2 separate regions of the Gossypium arboreum genome follow, and region 2 is linked to region 1. Evidence: chromatin contacts called from public Hi-C data. All regions are on one chromosome and are shown on one strand. Each heading gives the region's core, a stretch centred on a gene start, on an enhancer-like site or on the middle of the called end of the contact. The rest is flanking DNA. Distances are from core to core; before and after follow the strand shown. Region 1 holds the start of LOC108464843 (photosynthetic NDH subunit of subcomplex B 5, chloroplastic). Region 2 holds the start of LOC108481476.

Evidence for each region. Hi-C and Micro-C count contacts between places; a contact is called where the count stands out from the background.
Region 2: a Hi-C map of leaf shows a contact between it and region 1, with 5 times the contacts expected there. The contact joins the promoter of LOC108481476 here to the promoter of LOC108464843 in region 1. A contact is called at or near these places in 2 of 5 Hi-C or Micro-C datasets (both in leaf).

Annotation. Positions count from the first base shown.
Region 1 is chr10:61,067,919-61,072,796 of ASM2569848v2, reverse strand. It overlaps LOC108464843 (photosynthetic NDH subunit of subcomplex B 5, chloroplastic), which reads left to right and starts at 1,939. Exons shown (of 5, transcript XM_017765119.2): 1 at 1,939-2,474; 2 at 2,631-2,691; 3 at 2,773-2,894; 4 at 2,980-3,276; 5 at 3,383-3,648. The coding sequence starts at 2,175. The coding sequence ends at 3,210. It also overlaps the pseudogene LOC108464842.
Region 2 is chr10:61,322,108-61,327,133 of ASM2569848v2, reverse strand. LOC108481476 reads right to left here and starts at 2,808. Exons shown (of 2, transcript XM_017784605.2): 1 at 2,558-2,808; 2 at 948-1,263. The coding sequence starts at 2,686. The coding sequence ends at 1,162.

The DNA of each region.
Region 1 (4,878 bases), core at 690-3,189:
TCTTATAAATCACATTAAGTTTTTTTATTCGATGCCTTAAAATAATTCTTTCATAAAAGTGATATTCCGTATTTGGTAATTCGAGACAATCGTGCCCTAACTTACTGGGCTTCGATTTTTCTCATTTAACCTAAATAACGTAATACTCTTTTATATCGCTATACGAGTTTTGAAAAATGCTTATTCTCGGAGATACGAAGTGTTGTGCCCTAACTTACTGGGTATGACATTTTGTCACCTAGAAATAAGAATTTGTTTTAAAATAAAGGCGATATTCAGTGTTTGAGAATTCGAGAAAACGTGCCCTAACTTACTAGGTTTTGATTTCTCTCGTTTACTCTAAATAATCAAATACCCTTTTAATAAATTAAAATACGAAAATTTTATATAAAAGGCAAGCTCGCTCTCGAAAATTCAAGATGTCGTGTCCTAACTTATTGGATGTGACATTTCATATTTTGAGACGAGAAGGTCTTTAACATTTAAGCTTTTTACAAAGAGGGATCGTATTTCAAAGTCTTTCAAGTTTTTTTAATCTTCGACACTAAGACACTAATTAATCAACTAGGTATCAATTTTTGGGCGTACCGAGGGTGCTAATCCTTCCTCGTGCTTAACCAACTCCCAAACTCATTTTCTGTTATTCGTAGACCAAAAAATTATCGTTTTAGTAAATCTTAACTTTTATTAAAATGATTAATTTAAGGTGACCTGATCACACCTCACCAAAAAGGATTGCTGGTGACCCCTCTATTCGTTTTCATTTTCAAAATCTAAGTCGATTCCTGTTTTTCAAAAAAAATGGTTAGACAGTTGCATTTTTCTATGTTGCTTGGTCTTGGACTCTTAATTTTTTTTCTTTAATGCATGATGCCTACCCGAACACGAATGTGAAGATATAATCTTTTAAAATTCTCTATTTATGCATAAAAACTTTAACATCATATTAAATACCAACACATATCCGGTACTTAAAATCAAATCCAAATGTTTTTGGCATTTTTTTGTTGGTATTCTTTTCAATAAATTTGAATCAATTGCAGAGGTCTCCAGACCCACAATACCAAAATTTCTGGAATCAATCTTTTTCAAGATAATTCCATTGATTGTCCATCCCAAAAGCTCCAAACTATATTCCATTAATCAAAGAAACAAGAAAAAAAAAATGGAAGAAACTGATAATTAATTGACAAAAACCGAAATTACATCCAGATAGTGGCTGCCACCAACAAACATTATTTAGCAGCAACAAAGAGAATGAAGAAAAGATACCCATTAAGCAGATTTACCAGCATAACAACAAAATGTATTTCATTAGTAAAAAATTAAATTGAGTAAATTAATCCTTTTCAAAATAATCAGAGTAATTTAATTTTTATCAATTCAAAAGTGAGCAATATGTTAAAGTTTCATCAATTTTACATGATTTTGATTGGTATAATAATAATTTTAGCCCTCAAAATTTATATATTCTGTCAATTTAGTTCTAATTTCATAAATTTATTCCATAAAATTGTATAAATGTTGAAGCTACACATGTTGATTTTTTTTATTTTTAGAATTAAGGTCAAAATGATAAAATAAGTAAACATTAAAGGCTAAGTTTGTTGTTATACCAATTAAAATTATGTAAAATTGTTAGAAGACATTAACGCTATGATTAATTATCCTTAGTTACTTATTTTTAAATTAAAAGAGATTAAATTGCTTTAAATTTTGAAAGAGATTAATTTACTAAATTTTAAAATTAAAAAAAGACGACTACTTGTACCTAATTCATTTTACATTTTCAGGTTAATCGGACGCCTCAAGTTAGAAAAACAGAACATTTTATACCAAGTATTCTTAGCTATGGTAGGCCTTTATCCACCAGCCTTGACAGGCCGAATTGGCCCGTGTGCGGAGTTCCACTGCTTAGTTTCCGCCTTTATATTTTCCTCGTCCTAAAAAGTGGATAAGGAACAAAGCATTCTTCATCCTTCATTTAACGCCTGATTAAACCAACCCAAGTCTCACAGGAACTATGGGAGAACCCCCAACCAAAATGCACCACGTACCTCAACAAGTAGGTCCCCTACGTGCAACGTGGTTCAATCTAATTGGTCATTCATACACCTAGCAGTTGCGAAGAAACCTCACTTCGTTAAGAAGGCCGCCCTCCGGGGGGGCGTTACATGCTCACAAGGAAGATAAACAAAGAAACAAAAAAAAAAGAAAAGAAAATGGCAGTTCAGGCAGCACTCTCAGTTGTCTCAGTAAGTTCAGTGCCTAAAATCAGGTGTAAGAAGGTTGAAACCAGAGTTAATGTAATGAAGAACCAAAGAGAGGTTGGTCTTGTTAAGTTCAAGCTGGTTAGAAACCATGGGGATGGAAGAATCAACTTCACAAGATTGAATGCTGCAGGGTTGTCTGAGATTGAACCTGATCTCAATGAAGACCCTCTTGACAGATGGGCCACCAACAGCGTCAGCTCTGTCAGTTCTTTTCGTTTCTACTTCTAATCTAATTGCTTTACTTAAAAGTATTCATATCCCAGTCTGTCTTCTGTATGTATATGAGTACAAGAGTATACATTTTTGTTATATGAATATGCTGGTTCATTTCAATGCTTATGTTTTGTTGAATTATAGGAAGATTTTAAGTATGGAGAATATGATGGGCACCATACTTACTTTGAAGGAGAGGAGAAAGGTACATGAAAGAGTTAAATTTGATGTTTTTGTTTAACCAATGGTGAAATAACGTATAACTGTTGAAGCTTTTTTACTTCAGGAACATTTTGGGGAGCCATTGCTGATGACATTGAAGCTATTGAACCTCCAACAGGATTCCAAGGCTTTATTTCATGGCTCTTCCTCCCTGCAGTTGCTGCCGGAATGTTTTTCAATGTTCCAGTAATTCATTTCATATCTTCATTTATCTTTCTATATTTTGAAAAGAAAAACAGATAAGATTAACAAGATGAATTTAATGTTGTAGGGGGAGTACTTGTTCATAGGAGCTGGAGTGTTTACGGCTATATTTTGTATAATTGAGATGGATAAACCAGATAAGCCTCACCACTTTGAGCCACAGATATATAACATGGAAAGGGGAGCTCGTGATAAGTTAATAAACGACTACAATACCATGAGCATTTGGGATTTTAATGAGAAATATGGAGATCTCTGGGATTTCACTATCAAGAAAGATGATATAACAAAGAGATAAATTTCTTTCGAGAAGAAAAAGAGAACTGTAATTATTAGCTACTGTCATGTGAGCATGGACTGGAAGGTATAGTTTCTTTTTCCCTTGTTTTTGAGAAGAGAGTTTTTATTGATTTCTATGTTTGTGTTAAGAGGATCTCTTAATCAGTAAGCCATCTATATTGTGATTGCAGATGTATTTTTCGGTCCGATGCTATCACGTTCGATTGCAGTAGATACTAAATCGAAACTGTCGCCTTATGTAGGCTGCTAAAACTTCATCATAGGTGTAAGAGCTTTGGGAGTGCTTTTATGATGATTGCTTTACAAGATTAATTTGAATGCCTACTATATCAGTTTCCATCATTTGTTTTTGAAGATATAAAGGCTCTATTCCATTGAGTACCGAGAATAAGATTATATGCAAATTCTACTGTTTATACCTCATTCTCGGCTAAAATTTCTGCTTTTCTTATGGACTGAAATTTTCTTCACATTCTGCTAATAATGCTCTGGAAATAGGACCTTGAAGGTAGTACCTATGTTACTCGGACTCGGAGGTGACATGGGACATAAGTATGCTCATTTTTATTTTAATATTTGGAAAATAAACACCGATATTCCAAGTAACAAAGAAATACCACATCATTTTAACTAGTTCCTTTTAAAATATATAGTTTTTATCCCTAAATATTTGAAAGCTTCCTTTGCATTCAAATATAGCTTTTAATCTTAACAATCATACAAGGTTACGAATGGCCTGGTCAAAGTTAATCACTCACCAGTTAAAATTTTGCAGAAACAATATCTATAGCAATGTCATTGGTTGATGCATAAACTATAAATTCTTTAATTCTAATAATATTATTTCCATGGCAGCTTGATTGTCAAAGAAAGAATTTTTCAGTTTCACTTATATAGTTTATAAACAAACCAGATGAGGGTCAAAGGCTCGAAACCAGAGCAAGAACCAGAGAAAAAAAGAAATGAGAATCAAACCCCACCAGCAAGTGTTTTTCTCTTGGTTCCATCTCTTGTTTCTCTTCCATGGTTCCCAAGCCCAACCAAGCACCACAGGCTACACTTGCACACCTAACCAGACCACTTATCCATGCCAAACCTACGTTTTCTACAGAGCCACCTCTCCTAAAACTTCCTTGACCTGGCTTCCATTGGCGATCTTTTCCATGTTAGTCGTCTAATGATATCACAACCAAGCAATATTTCCTCCCCTTCGTCTCCTCTCATCCCTTACCAGTCCCTCTTTGTTCCCATAACATGTTCTTGTAACTCCGTTACCGCTACTTTTGGTAGCCTTTCAGCTGCCAACCTCACTTACACAATCAAAGGAGGCGATACTTTCTATCTCGTGTCAACTAGGAACTTTCAAAACCTTACCACTTACCAATCTGTCGAAGTTTTCAATCCGAGTTCCGTTCCTACCCGACTCAAAATAGGGGACGAAATTGTCTTTCCGATCTTCTGCAAGTGTCCTAATGAAACTCAGGCTAAAACTGGAGTGAATTACCTTGTTTCTTATGTGTTTCAGCCTTATGACAACTTATCATTAGTCGCCTCAAGATTCGGAGTTCGAACTCATGATATAAACAACATGAATGGAAATAAAATATACCCTTTTGATACCATTTTCATTCCAGTTAATAAACTGCTTGTGTTACCTCAGCCTAAG
Region 2 (5,026 bases), core at 1,559-4,058, 250 kb before region 1:
TTGGTATAGCAGGTTTGATTCGGTTTAGACAACATTGGTACTTCTGTTTGTTTGACTCATGAAATGCGAAAGATGGCTTTTGAACACAAAATCAGACTCCTCCCAATTTCCAGTTGCAATTAATAATATGACTAACTACAAGGTCCGCAAATCACCTTTCCAGTTCTACTCAGCTGGTGTATTTACAGGAACCAGTGGCACTGAACTGGACCACGCAGTCACGGCGGTTGAATATGGAGTGGATGATGATGGGACTAAGTATTGGTTGGTGAACAACTCTTGGGGCAGTAGCTGGGGTGAAGAAATTAGGATGCAAAGGAAGGCCTTTGTGGCATAGCAAACTGCATTAACAAGACTTCACTATAATTGCCCCTTCTATGTGAATGTACCATGAACAACTCAAACACACACTGCCAGGTTTTTATACAAAGGAACCCCATGTTTATATTCTGTGTTTTAGTTCACGAAAGGTAAAAGTACTAAGAAGGCACTTGTACTGGGAGTTAGATTGCATTTTTCCCTCCACTACTTGAAAAATGAGCAAATTAATCCATATATGTTAGATCAAAGAGCACATTGATCATTCTGTTAAAAATTTCATCAATTTTTATTGTTAAAAATTTATCCCAATTCAGCATGAGACGCATGTGGCACGTCACATATCAATCTAATTATTTCGTCAACCATGCCAGTTTTTAACAGTCAAATAAATAAAATTTTGACAGAAATGATTAATTTGCTTTTTAATCTAATATACATGAATTAGTTTACCTATTTTTTTATTAGAAAAAACAAAATACAATCTAACTCCTAGTAACAGGAGCCTCCTTGATACTTTTACCTTCAAGGGATGACTTAATTCCATGAGTCTCTTAAATAAGGTAACTATATCATCCAAAGCCAACATATCCGAGTTCGAGTAACATAGGCACAATCTTAATTAGCACTTTATTAGTAAATCAGTGTGGATTCCATGCTAAGCAAGCAAAAGAACAAACTTAGTTATAAAATTATGATCATTAATGTTAAACAAACCAGACTATCTTTTCCTGATGAAAAGACCACAATAGTTATTATAGCATATCACAAAGGCTGGTTTGCTGGAACAGTAACAGGAATAATTGTCAAAGCTACATAGATCACTTACACCACTAAAGATCATCAATGGTTGTTTCTCTTCCTAGCTAGCTCCCGAGCCATCTCCCTTAATTCCTCCGGTGATGGAGGTCGTGGTCCCTCTGGAGGATACACTATATACGAACGCTTCACATCAAAGGAAAACAGAAGTCATTTAGGCTCGAATAAGAAATCATTTCGTACCAAGGAAAACAGGTAGACTTGAAATCCTTAACAAGAGAATGGACGGTAATTGAATAACTAAAAGGCTAAACTACACCATCAGTCACTAAATTATGAGGAAGTTTTCATTTTGATCACTTAACTAAAAAAAAGTTACAATTTAGTCATTAAACTGCTTTAGACGTCACGGATCTATAAACCAAAAATCAAATAACTTTTTTTTCTACACTGACCATCAAATTAAATTGGATCTAAGGTATGTTATCCTACTTGTCGATGGGTACTGATATACTGTACAGATTGTCGAATTGTCACTTGGAGCTCACTTATAGAACTTTTAAAAAAGAAAAGATAATAGTTCAACTACTTAAATAAAAACTTTTGAATAGTTCAGTGACTTAAATGAAAATTTTTAAATAATTCAATAACTAAATTGTAACTTTTTTTAGTTAAATGACCAAAATGAAAATTTAGCATAATTTAGTGAGATGTAGTTTACCCTAACTAAAATCTGCAAATAGGCAGATATATAACATAACTAACCTTTATAGAGCATCAATATGATTCATGTAAGAAAAAAAAATCCTAGAATAAACCGATACTAGAAAATCACAGGTCTCAACATTCCAATCTACAGGCGATGTTGAAATACAGAATTCCCATTTATTGCCAGACCATAACAAGTTACCTAACCGGTTATCAAATTACGAAGAGATTCTTTTTATAATTTAACAAGAACAGGGATAATAGGATCCCTGCATATATATTTTTTAAGTTGATTAGCATGAGCATATCACAGAAAAAATAACAAAACCACAGCAGCATAAAAACATGACACAATATAAAAAGTAACATGAAAACGAATATCTCGAAATCTATATAATACAAACTTTTAGCATATCAATTTTCAATAAGTGTGTTAAACATGATTATATTGCAGAAAATACATGATCATAGATACAGAAGATCTAATTGCATTCTTCCATTTACTTTTTGAACCAACAAACCAAGTTACCGAAACACTGCTTTCTTACAAATACCTATTGCCACAATCCAGAATGTTCAGTTATAAAGAGGCCCAAATTTCAAAAAAGTTCGAATGAGTATTAGACTTTGTTCCAATTTCAAGCCTAATCCAGATATAAAAAAACTCTCAATCTGTCACAGAGTTCAACGAATCAGACAAATCCGACCAACTAAAAATATGAAAAGAAAAAAGATACAACACAAAGAGAAGAAGAGATAAAAGAGAGTATACATTTCCCATTAATTTCTGGAGATTCTTGGTGTTGTTGGCGAAAGTGTACATAAGAACGATAGGGATCGTAACATAGAGACCGAATTTGGCGATTTCAAGAACACCCTTTGAAGTGCCTAAAGAAGACATTCTCCTTTTCACTTTCTACAGAGAAAAAAAATTGATGAGAATTCGCGAGGAGACTGAAAACTTTTGAAAAATTGCCCTCAGACATCTCAAAATGTGTGAGGCTGAAACCTTGGATATGTTATATAGGAAGATGCCCGGTTCTAGGAAAAGATCTTAATGGGCTCTTCTTTCAACAAAAAATTTCTTAATGGGCTAATAGCTCCCAAAATAATGCCCCAACAACAAACATGGATCTATTTGACTTTTCTGGATATTTACTTTAGCAGACTTGTGGCTTATTGCATGCTAAAGTCCCCACACTTTTGCTAGCACGGTTGTTATTTGAAGTGCTTTGAATAATTAACGGGAATATGTGGTGATTAGAGGTGCTCATCGTCGGGTCGGGTGAGGTTTGGGTTTAAACATAATATTAATATTTGGGTTTAAAATTTGAGTTTAAAATTTTATCTAAATACACTTATATTTGTAAAAGGTTAACTTAAGCTCATTTTAAGCCTACCAATATTATTATTTAATTTTTAAAATAAATATATATTTTATTTTATTTTAATATTTAATAATTTTATACATTTTTATTTATTGAAATTTTTATGGTCATCTTAACATTATTTTAACGTTTACATTAGAGTAGTATTATATATTTAGTGTAGGTTTATTTTTTAATGTGTTCTAATATATAAAAATAACATGATATAAAGTATTATAAACTTAAAATGGCTTGGCTCGGGTCGGATTGGGGCTTTAAATGTTTAAGCTCAAGCCTAGCCCATATTTCAAAATGGGCCTAATTTTTTTTGTCCAAGCCCATTTTTCGAGCTTAATTTTTTTGCTCAAACCTTCCTAAATTTCGGACAGGCCTTCGGGTTTGGACAAGTAGCTTGGCCCATGAATATGTCTAGTGGTAATAGGGTATCGGTTAATTTTGAATAGCAAGAACCATTTCGTTCTAAAATATGTAGAATGACGATGTCAAGTCAACTTGGTAACCATCAAGTTGAAAAAGTATGCATTCATTTGGAGGAAAATTTAATAAAACCTCATGAGAAAATTGAAAAAGAAAAAGAAAACTTAAAAGAAAGTTTCTTACAAATTATAGGCAAGATTCTTTCTAGCAATTTCTTAGTTCCAAACAACATGAATTGTTGGTAAAGCAATACACTATTGAATTTGAGCATCTCATGATGAAATGTGGAGATTGAAAAGCAAATGATTGCTCGGTATCTTGGTGATTTTTGTCAAGAGGTCAGTGATGTTGTCCAATCACAACCTTATTGGAATTTTGATGATGTTTGCAAGCTAGCAATCCATGTGGAGAAGCAAATCAAGGCGAAAGGTTCTCGCAAGACCCTACGGAAAGAAGAAATTTCTAGAAGAGGCAGTGCCTCAACTTCTAAGCATTTGCCTACTACCAAGATTACATCTTTAAAATCAGTTCAACGACACAAAGGCAGCCATATACCCAAGTTGTTAAGCATAAACTCAAGTAGTTACGAAGAATGATGGATTATATGTTTTTATATTCTAGAGGAGATCTCACTCCTATCGGTTATACCGATTTTGACTTCCAAACGTGTCAAGATTTGATGAAATCAACATTGGGCTATATTTTTGTCTTACATAGTGGGTCCACAGTATGGAGAAGTGTCAAGCATGGTTGTACTATTGACTCTACTATAGAGGTCGATATATGGTTGCTTCTAAAGCAATAAAAGAAGCAATATGGCTTCAAAAAATCCTTATGGATCTCAAAGTTGTTCTTGGTATTGAAAAAGCTATCACATTGTATTGTGATAGTAATGCATCAATAGCTAACACCAAGGAAACCAGAAACAACAAGAGCACAAAACATATTGATAGAAAGTATCAGATTAAAAGAGAGGTAGCAGTGGACAGAATAAAGGATGTAGTCAAAGTCACATTAGAGGACAACCTTGTGGATCCGTTTAGCAAGACTCAAATGGTTAGGAGTTTTGAGAAACATGTAAAAGGCATGGGAATACGAAACATGACTCATCTACCTCACTAAGGTAAGGGGGAGACTGTTGGAATTAATGCCTTTAGTTTAGTATTTTCGTCTATGTATACTTGTATTTTTTGAACAAATTAGTTTAATGAAGTATTCATTGATTACATTAATATTATTTATGTATTTTCCTCAATGATTTTTGCATGCATACAATGAAAAATGAAAATAAATATTGGCTCATGGATTATCTAACATTTAACTAGTACTAAGTGGTATTACTTGGTCGGATCGTAATAAGAAAATACAACTTATATCAATAGATAATCGAAACATGTCTTTAGTATAATCGGAAAGAACCAAACTGATTGAAAGAT